2 separate regions of the Sus scrofa genome follow, and region 2 is linked to region 1. A link is a contact called in public Hi-C data. All regions are on one chromosome and are shown on one strand. The core of a region is the stretch at or near the end of the contact, and the rest is flanking DNA. Distances in the headings are between cores, read along the strand shown. Region 1 overlaps GAREM1 (GRB2-associated and regulator of MAPK protein 1). Region 2 holds the start of GAREM1 (GRB2-associated and regulator of MAPK protein 1).

Evidence for each region. Hi-C and Micro-C count contacts between places; a contact is called where the count stands out from the background.
Region 2: a contact with region 1 is called in a Hi-C map of liver, with 1.8 times the contacts expected there. The contact joins the promoter of GAREM1 here to the enhancer-like site in region 1. A contact is called at or near these places in 1 of 5 promoter capture datasets (liver), 3 of 47 Hi-C or Micro-C datasets (heart right ventricle and liver) and 1 of 2 datasets of contacts at active chromatin or transcription factors (skeletal muscle).

What each region holds. Positions count from the first base shown.
Region 1 is chr6:116,280,100-116,285,194 of Sscrofa11.1, forward strand. The region is part of intron 1 of GAREM1 (GRB2-associated and regulator of MAPK protein 1); the gene reads right to left. Among named protein-coding and RNA genes, the nearest start is that of GAREM1, 42 kb to the right of the region's middle. Within about 2 kb of position 3,667, at least 7 of the 83 cell types and tissues checked have an H3K27ac peak or open chromatin away from gene starts, as enhancers often do. A contact at or near this core is called in liver, where this site is marked.
Region 2 is chr6:116,321,699-116,327,141 of Sscrofa11.1, forward strand. GAREM1 (GRB2-associated and regulator of MAPK protein 1) reads right to left here and starts at 3,155. Exons shown (of 6, transcript XM_003482054.4): 1 at 2,883-3,155. The coding sequence starts at 3,003. LOC102163160 (a long non-coding RNA gene) reads left to right here and starts at 3,539. Exons shown (of 3, transcript XR_298647.3): 1 at 3,539-4,046.

The DNA of each region.
Region 1 (5,095 bases), core at 2,417-4,916:
CACACATGCAAACTTCTACTCCAAAGGGCTGTATTATTCTATTCTGTCCTGTCACAAAAATTAAAGTCAAGCATATGGAGATAAGTGATACTCTGCATTGAAACTAAGCATGTAACTCTAGAGAGAAATACTGGCATTAAATTCACTGAGACAACTAAAATGACTCACAAATATTTCCTATTTTCCTTCCAACCATAAAAAAATGTGACCTTTCAAAAATGCCACATCGTTTACTGATATATTAAAGCTATATTTCCTAAATTTGAAAGTTAAATTTCTTAGGTCTTAGAAAAATGCCAACAAAACAGTATGAAGAAAGGGAAGGAAAGGGGTTTGGTGAGATTTGAGAAAAACTGCGTGAGAGAATATGACTACACATGGAGGAAAAGTGTACTATGGAGAGTTCTAAAAATGGTGATGGATTATGGAAGAGGAAAGGGAAGTCATCCCTTTAAAAGAATATAATGCCACTAGAAATGCAGTGATCTTTGAGATGCAGAGCAGCCACCTGGAGGAAAACTGTTAGAACAGTATTACAGCTCTTGAAGGAAAATGGTTGGAAACTTTGTTATATTTGCAAGTTTGATAAATTGTGTAACCTTCCTAAAGGCCACACACCATTAAAGGCTTTAATTATAATCAGCTGGTAAGTTTATGCATGGTATTGTAATAGATTACTTTTGGGGGAGGGTTCTGTCTAGTTTAACCTTTCACAATGAAATGTCACTCCTTCCCCACAGAGAAGGAGCCCAGATATAGCATATGGACCACATGTCTGACTTCCTGGACACAGCTGATTGGCTCAAGGGTGGACAAATGACCCAAGATGAGCCACGAAGATCAGGCTCCATCTTTTCAGTTCTTTCTTTCATCCTTTGGCACGTTCTTACCCTTGGATTTTATGATATTCCAGTATTCTTTTCTGATTAAACAGTTTGAGTTTGTTTTCATTTGTTGTTTGTTTTATTTGCAAAGCCCTAGCAAAAGTTTACATCTTCAAAAGCATTTATGGGAGTTCCTGTCATGTCTCAGTGGTTAACGAACCCAACTAGAATCCATGAGGATTCAGGTTGGATCCCTGGCCTCGCTCAGTGGGTTAAGGATCCAGCGTTGCCATGAGCTGTGGTGCAGGTCGCAGACACGGCTTGGATCTAGCATTGCTATGGCTGTGGCGTAGGCTGGCAGCTACAACTCCAACTTGACCCCTAGCCTGGGAACCTCGATATGCTGTGGGTGTGGCCCTAAAAAGACAAAAGACCGGAAAAAAAAAAAAAGCATTTATGGAATGAATTTTATGTTTCTCTGTGTACTGTCCTTTCCCTAAAAAGATAATTCCCTAAAAACAAAGACTGTAGCCATCACTTCTCTTTACTAGGAAGAAAAAGGACAAGGTCAGTTTCGGAGAAATCTAACCTTCCACCCATATTGCCGCTTATGACTTCCATCAAAGGGGAAGTGCCCCTATTCAAATCTGTCTTCACTGTTAAGCAATTTGCACCATACATTATTCTAATACCAGCTATTAGATATTTACTCCTTTTAAATCTCCCCGGGGATATTCTAAATCATTTTAGTGACTTTGACACTAATGATTTACCACTTAGGATTATTTCTATCATGAGGATCAAATATAAATAGTGCATAAAAGAATGTCAGCATTCTGGATCACAATGGCCACCTCCCAGCACCACTGTTATCAGCACTCAATAATCAAGCCTCAACCTTTCCTAACAAAACAAATCCCTTCTGCAAAGGTAGCCATGGTCACCTCACAAGGAGAGCCTGCATGCCACTCTGAATTCTGGTGCTGCCAAGATAGTTTTGAGCCTCACAACACAGTACTGTCAAATTCTAAAAGTGATCTCAAGCTGAGAGAAGCCAGAGAGCACTTTAGTTCGCCGGCTGTGTTTCCGGCCTGGGTTCTTGACAACATTTTAATCTACACGGATAAAGGACGCTTTACTTCTTTAATGAAAAGCATGAATCCAGACAGAGGTGGGCTTTAATTCTAAAAAGAGCCTGTTTAGCTCACCCCTTCCTGGTGCAGGGAAAGAATGACATTCTTTAATCTTTACTGCCACTGGCCTAGAGGATACATGTAAAAAGGGGGGAAAACAGCTAAATCCTTGACCCCTTTCTTCCATAAATATTGGTTAACACCATTCAACAAAAGACCAGAAATCATGGTTCATCACAGACAATCCAGTAAGATGAAAGGGAGGGACAAGATATAGCAACAATTTGGCTTCCAACAGCACATCACCATATCTGCATTTGAACTCTGAAATACAATGATGTCACAGGAAGTTTTAAGAAGCCTTGTCCTTTTCTGTTAGCATACACATATAAGTCAAACGTCACAGCACAATCACCAATCAAGTCCTAGAATACTGTTTACATGCCAGTATGTACCACAGCGCTGCCCTGAGAATGGACAGCAGCACTGCTGAGTGAAATCAAAGTGAGGCAGGGTGGTAACTGGAAGAGACAACGGACATTAAAGCACCACTCTGCATGTGTTCAGACCCAGAAAACAGACCAAAGACAATCACGTTAGAGTGTGCTGCAATTGCAGGTATCTTAAAAAAGTGAAACCTGACCTTTAACACATGGTCTTACCTAATGAATCTGCCTATGCTTCAAATGAAAGGTGCATACATGAATGGAAAGAGGTGAACCTAGTAGCTTTGAAAAACATGTTTTTGACTTGATATTGTCGGGTTAAAGAATAAAAGATCTGTAAACAAACGATGTACACTAACTGGTAAACTTCTCGCAGGGCTGTAGGTTCAGAAACTTCTCTATCTCCCCACCCCCAAAAGATACACAGTCGGGTTGAACAACTAAGTGAATACACTGAAAGCAAGGGGCAGCCTGCCTGGCACCCTCAGGAGAGCCACAGCCTATACAGATTATTTTGAGATTCCAGATAAAATAGAATAAGAAATGTCACTGTCTCATCACTCAGTGCAACTGCAAACCCTGGACAGAATGCAGGGAGCAGGACTCTTGAGAACTTTGGAAAGCAAATGGTAGCAGGCAGACTGGAGAAGGGGGACAAGAACCTGGCAGAGCAAAACACCAGAGTCTTCAAGCAGTACAGTGGCAGTGGTGTCAGGAGCAGGGCGGGTCCCCTAAAACTCTGAGGAGGGGAGTTCTCTCTGGCCAGAGAAGTGGTCCCCAAAGGATGAGCAAATCATTGTTGTTTTTTATCTCTCTGTCCTCTTGCAACACCACCCTGGACACAGATGCAATTGCAGGAAGTGCAAGACAGAGGGGGAAAAACTAAAGCTTTGACTTCTTGGCTAGAGGACTAGGAAGGGGGCCCTAAGGAGTCAGAAAATGCCAGTGGGATCACAAAGAGAAGGGAGATTGGGAGAGAAATTTCATAAAGTCGTACAGGACTCCTGGGCTCACCCCTGAGCTGCACATGGTTCTGACCTTCAACAACCTACCAAATGCCCTGAGCACTGACTCCAGCCTAGATCAGTGTCTGGGCCCGGACTGGCTACAGGGTGAGGCACAAGGAAGTCACATCCAATTAGCCCTGTAAAGGCTGTGAAAATTGAACTGACACTGGAACCACAGCCCACAAAGGCAGGCTGAAACTTGTTAACCTGACCCTAACCTGTTGAATGCCTGCTAACACAAGCAAAACCAAAATCAATTTTATGCTTAAAATTTAAACAAGACGTCAAGACTTTGAGTTTCATAACAGAACATTCAACATGTCCTGATTAAAAACTAAAATTACATGGCATACCAATGGTCAGGAAAATAGCAATTTGGAAGGGAAAGACAGATAGCAACCCAAACACCAGAATTATAAGACAAAGACTTTAAAACAGTTGTTAAAACTATGGTTTAAAAAGTAACAGTGAGCACTCACGAAACAGACAAAAAGTCTCTCCCACAAACCAGAAAATACAAAGGAGCAAATGTAAATATTAGACCTGAAAAATACAATAACTAAAATGAAATATTAACTGATAGATTCTAGAGCAAAATGGATATGAGAGGAAAATGTCAGAAAATCTGTAGATAAATTAATAGAAATTATCCCATGAGAAGGGGGGAAGAGGCACAAAAAACAAAAACAAAACAGGTCTTCAGGATCCAGTGAGAATATACCAAAAGGTCTTAATATTCACGTCCTCAGAGTTCCAGAAGGAGAAGAGAAGGAAAATGTGCTGAAAAAAGAAGTGTTTGAAAAAATAATGGCCAAAGCTTTGAAATCCAGTAGATAGAAATGTACAGATTCTAAAGTCTCAGCTAATACCACACCAAATAAGCTCAAAGAAATCCATTCTCTTACACATTCTATCAAACAGCAAAACACTAAAGACAAAGACAAAAATCATGAAAGCAGACCAAGTATATATAGTGACCCACTGCCTAGCAAAACAATGATTGAAGTAACTGCTAACTTTTCATCAGAAATCATGGAGGCCAGAAAGAAGCAGAACATGTTTCAAGTCCTGAAAGAAAAGAATTGCCATCCAGTGCATTTCTACAGCCAATGAAAATACCCTTAAGCAAATGAAGGTGAAATAAAGACATTTTCAGACAAAGAAAAACTAAGAGAAAATTCATTTGCCAGAAGATTTACTCAAAACAAACAAAGACAAAACCTAAAGAAAATTCTTCAAGAAAGAGAAATAGTACCAGAAAGAAAGGAAGCAACAGAGATGGTAAATATCTGGGGAAATATAATATACTATTCTTCTCGTAATTTCTATGAAATGCGCATGGTTGATAAAAGCAAAAATTATAACAATGTCTTTCGGGATTTTCAATGTATGATGGATGCTAACAAAGCAGCGATCAGGAGGATACTTATAACACAAAATAGTTATAAAAGTAGAAATTCTCAAGTCAACAATCTAAGCTTCGACCTTAAGAAACTAGAAAAAGCAGAGCAAGACAAACCCCAAGTAATCAGAAGGAAGGAAATAAGAGCAGAAATAGAATTTAAAAAGTTAAAAAGAGGAAGGAAATGAAAGCAGAAATCAATGAAATTTAAAACAGAAATACAGAGAAAAATCAATCAAACCCAAAGAAAGCTAAGTTCTTTGAAAAGATCAATAAAATTGAT
Region 2 (5,443 bases), core at 1,905-4,404, 41 kb after region 1:
GACTACCTTTCATGTCTAAGTATAGGGTGTGTGTATGCGTAAAACATACCTGCAGTACTAAAACTGGCAAAAGGACATACACAGGATGAGGACTGTACCAAACTTGAGAGTTCACATATAGTATTTATAAATATGGCAGCCTGTCTGTAATATGTTCTAAGCATTCCTGCGAAACATTTTATTTATTTATTTGTCATTTAGGGCCACAGCAGCATATGGAAGTTCCCAGGCTAGGGGTCAAATCGGAGCTGTAGTTGCCGGCCTACACCACAGCAACATGGGATCTGAGCTGAGGCTGTGACCTACATCACAGTTCACCCGCAACACTGGATCCTTAACCCACTGAACAAGGCCAGGGATCGAATCCACATCCTCATGGATGCTAGTCAGGTTCATTAACCGCTGAGCCAGGACAGAAATGCCACTGTGAAACATTTTAAAAAGTAAGTATGGAAGCTATGATCAACTCTTTTAAAGTCTATCCAAATTTAGTTGGTAATCTAACACTTTCCCCTCATGAAATTAGCAAAGTTTTTTTGGTTTTGTTTTTTGGTTTGGTTGTTTGTTTGTAAGGTACTTAGTATTTTAAGGCTGTCGGGGAAACCGGTACTCCCACAATTCTCATTTGAGTATAAATAAGTATAATCTTTAGTCTCTAAAGCAATTTGACAATGTGTATCAAGGGCTTAAAAAGGAATTACATGCTTATGCAGCAGGTTATATCCTAACCCAAACAAACAGATTTATGTGCAAGAGTATTCACTATATCACAACTTAATAATAATTAAAAATGAAGCAGCCTGATGTCCACTGCAGGGGACTAGGTATGTGGTACAGCCATCATGCCATGGAATATCATGCAGCTATTAAAAAAAAAATTAAATAAGATGGGAGTAAGTTAAAGAAACAAGGTAGACTGGGTCCCTTGCTGTACAGTAGAAAATTAACAGAACACTGTAAACCAGCTATAATGGAAAAAATAAAAATCATTAAATAAAAAAGAAAGAAAGAAAGAAACAGGTATAAAGCAGTATTTGACTATGATTCCAAATCTGTGTATGGCACTGTGATTCTCAAGTGGTAATAAGAGAAAATTTACAAGAAATAACTGGAATTACACATATAGTGATCAAAATCCATTTTACAGCTTGAAAGGACACAGTGTTAAGACTTGCTACCCACGTCCTAATTTTAAAAAGAAGTGTGGGATGAGTACACTGCTGATTCAGATCCTTTTTATGAATGGCCGGGATAGGAAAGTGGATAATAAAGCTCAAAGTAATGTCTGCAAGTGATATTCAGCCTCTTTGAAACTTTCAGTTTAATGAAACCTCGGTGTGACTTTTACGCCACACGCATTAATGTTCCCTGCCTGGTTAGGAAGTTTCGTTGGAGGGTGAGGAAATGAGAGACCATCAGAAAAGGTGAGGACTCATAACCTTCCAAAACACAAAATTTTGCACAGCAAAAGAGTAAATGAAATACTGAGTACACACACACACTCTCTGATTTAGATCCACAGATACAGATTTAAAGCACCCCACTCTAAGCAGAAATGCTTCCACACACCACCTACCCTTCCCTGAATTCATCTGCACTTCATTACTAGTTTTAAAACTCCTAATTTATTCTCAATGCCCACCCTTACCACCAGCAACTAAACAAGGCCAGCAAGCATGCCAAGGCTGTTTTCCAGCTTTCATGAACTTTCTTGCTTGCCTTTATTTTTCAAATCAGTACTTCAAATGTCTAATCTAACTAACCCCACAGATAAGAAAGGGAACAAAAATGCCTTTGGACGGTTATATGTCTCATGTTACACACACAGTACTCCAGAAAAGGAGTAACCCAAGTCCTTGTGACTTGAAATGACATCTTCCTGCTCAGTGCTCTCCTGACTTGGCCTGTGTGATCAGAGCTCTATCTGCCTGTCTGCCAGCCTGGGTCCAGGTGCTTCGAGCAGCCCGGCAGCAGCTTGTTTCTGCCAACGTTCTGAAATCCTATGAAGCCAAAATCAACGGAAGTTATCATGAAAACACAAAAGACAAAACACACCTAAATTGCCACCTTGTATGTCACAACTCTCAAACTGAAAGGTATATACTTGCTTGACAGTATGCACATCTATCTACTTGTTTGCAGATGTCACCCTGCAGAACAAACAGCTGGGAGACGTTTGATTGGTTTCTGGTTGACAATTTGAGGAAACAAGCATTTCTTAGTTCTGAGCTCAGGTTCCAAGTCAATATAGGTTTCAATTTTTTCCAGGCTCGAAATGCGCTAATAATTAACCTTAAGCATACCATCACTTCCACTAAAAACATTTTCTACACACAGCCCTAAATTACTTTCAGTTCAGTGAAACCAAACAGACAAGCCGTAATGAAAGGTCTCCAAGAAATGTGATCCCTTTCATTGGTCACCCAGGAGCTTTTCCCCTAAAATCTGCTTCTTGTGGGGGAGGGGAAGGGGGAGGAGAGCATCCAAAATAAAGATGCCACCCAAAGCACAATTATTTTGTAAGAAAGTTGTCTAAGACAACTCTTCAGGGTTTTCCAGGTTGAGTAATTCCTACAGGCTGGAGGGGAGGGACAGCTCGCCTCCAAGATTACTATCTGCAGAGGTTTCCTTACTTTTTTTTTTTTTTTTTTTTTTTTTTGCGTCCTTTTTAATTACACTGCAAGGGCTGTGATTTTCACATCTCCAGAGGTTGCTGGGGCGGGGGGGGGGGGGAGTTCAGAGCAACGCGCCAGGCTGCGGCAGCCGCTCTGTCCAAGTCCAACGCTACAGGGGTGGGCAGCCCACTCCCACCGGGTCCCACCCTCCCGAGCTACACGCGCGCACAGCCGCGCCGAGACTGCGGTCCGCGGGCGGGGACTCACCGCTGTCCAGCCGCGCGATCTGGGGCAGCCGGTAAGTGCTGACCAGCAGGTCGAGCGGAACGGCCACCGAGCTCCACTTCACATCCTTGAGGCTGCAACCCAACGAGGGCGCCGGGTCCATCTTCCCCGCCTCCTCCGGCCCCGCGCTCCCGCCGCCGCCGGCACCACCTCGGCGGCCGCCGCTGCTCGCGCTCGTGGTCTGGGGCGCGCGGGGGGCGCCGGGCACTCCCGCCGCGGGCTGACCGGGGGCGCGGCGGCCGGGAGGGAAGGAGGGGGCCCGCGGCCGGCTCAGCTGCCGCTGCGGGGCATGGCTGGGGCGCCCCGCGTGCCCTCAAGCCCGGAGAGGACTCGCAGCAGCCCCACGGCGGCGGGCGGCGGCGGCCGGGGTAGCTGCGGCGGCTCCCGCTCCGCCTCCTTCTCTGGCCCCGGGTCTGCAGCTGCGGCGGCCGCCCGCTCGCCTCCTCCTCCTCTTACCCCTCCTTCCCTCCGCCTCGAGTGTGTGAGGAGGAGCCGCGGGTCTGAGAAACGCCATAGCAGCGCTCCCAGCACTGACTAATCAACAAGGTGCGAGCAACGCCTGCGCAGCTCTGGGAGACACCGCCCCCGCCCCCGCCTCCCCGGCGCCTCCCGCCCCGCCCCGCCCCGTCTGGCCCCGCCTCCGGCGCGGCCTCCGCCTCTCGCGGTCCGGCGAGCTCAGCTTGGCAACGGCTCCCGGGTCCCGCCGCGGCCCCGGCCGCTCGAGAAGCTCCGCAAGCTTTAGCTCTCGCTCCCCCGTCCGACCGCTCGGGCGCCCTGCAGCCTTGCCCGGCGCCACCGCGCGCCCGGACTCCTTCGCTGCGCTGTGCCTTCTTGTGGGGCGACCTGGAGGAACGCAGCGAACTTAGGAATCTTTCCTAGGCGTTGTCAGGCACTTCTCCAGTCCACCCTGGTACCGGAGTTGCTACTCCAGGGCACAAAAGTGATCTGTTTGGTGTCCATCTCTTGAGAGTGCCGCGGACAGAGCTGGGAAGGGCAGGCGGGGAGCATTCCTTGCCCCCCGACCCCCGTCCGCCGCCTCCCGCCAACCCTACAAGTTTACAAAAAAGCAGCTGAAGTTATTCCATCCAGTCTGGACTTTGGCTGCTAGGCAGAAAGACAAAGGCCGAAGCACCGAGAAGCAGAAAGGTAATGAATAATCAGTGCCCACATAAGGGAAGGTGACTCGATTTAGTACCTTCATTGTATGGACAGCTGCTGGAGACTGCGGAAGATGAGGCCACCAACAGCCAGAGACACGCCAGGGGTTCCTGGGACACCAGTTTTTGTCACATGCTTTTCTCAGTTATTTCTCTCCCAACCTTAAAAGGTTGGAATAATTCCGGTGATAATTATATGCGTACCAAGAATTTAGGGAGTTTGGCAAGATTATATAACTTGTAGACAGTCTTGCCAGGATTCAAACCTTCTGTCTGCTTTTCATGATAACTATTTTATTTTCCCCAGTATTGAGTAAGGCCTGCCCACTTGCAGAGAGAGTTCAGAATGTAAAGGTGACTGTGAGTGAGATTCCTGTTTCTTTAGGCACTTACTGACTTTTCTGTGCTAATCTCTTTTTTTAGCGTTACTTTACCCGGAAACAGGTGAGCAGTTGCCAGATGAAGAGGTTGCCTATCAATTCTTAATATTTTTCACCACATATTCAGTGTTTGGTGCATAATGAGCCAGAACAAGCATCTGCTTGACCTGCCCAAGGGGACTTGAAAACATGCACCAGCCTCTCAGTGCTCTGGCTTAGGGCTGTGGCAATGAATAAACCTCTCTACAGCAATTGAAGAAAAACACAGAAATTCCTCCACTCCCAATTTCCCTGCCCTTTCACTTAGAAGCACTGGCAATAATTCTCACAAAATTCTTTTGCTGAAAACTTTGACCTTTGTGTCATTGATGTTAAGTTTTTGGGAGAGTCTTGAAAAAAAAGTGGGAAAGCTGTTCGTGTACGTTTGACTCAATCACACATCCATAAAGTTCCAAGTTTTGCCACAGAAGGAGATTTTTTTTTTAATTATAAGGGACTAAGTGCCAGCTAATTTTTTTTCTACTTTAATACTTAATCATTTCTGGAAATAGAGCGCAGACTCCAAAAATGATACAACATTTAAGAATGAGTAGGGTCAGGGTTCCTTCCACCAGTTGGTAGATCCTGAGCCTTATATGGTAGATTGATTGAAAAAATAACTTTATGCTACTGTTATATCCTCTTTACAAGCTTCAGGGAATAGGAAAAGTAGTTCCCTCTCAAAAAGATTGGTGACTTATGACCTAAAGACAAGAGAAAAAGTAAGATTAATGCAATCATCTTTTTTTAAATCAGTAAAGATTTACATTAGATTTGCTCTTATTGCTGACCTTGCAGAAGGGTTTTCAGTTCTGAGTATGAAAGGGAAAAAATTTTAATGAGCTACAAATTCTTTTTTTTTTTTGCTTTTTTAAAGCCGCACCTGTGTGTGGCATATGGTCATTCCCAGGCTAGGGGTCGATTCAGATATGCCACAGCCACAGCCACGCCAGATCCAAGCCTCATC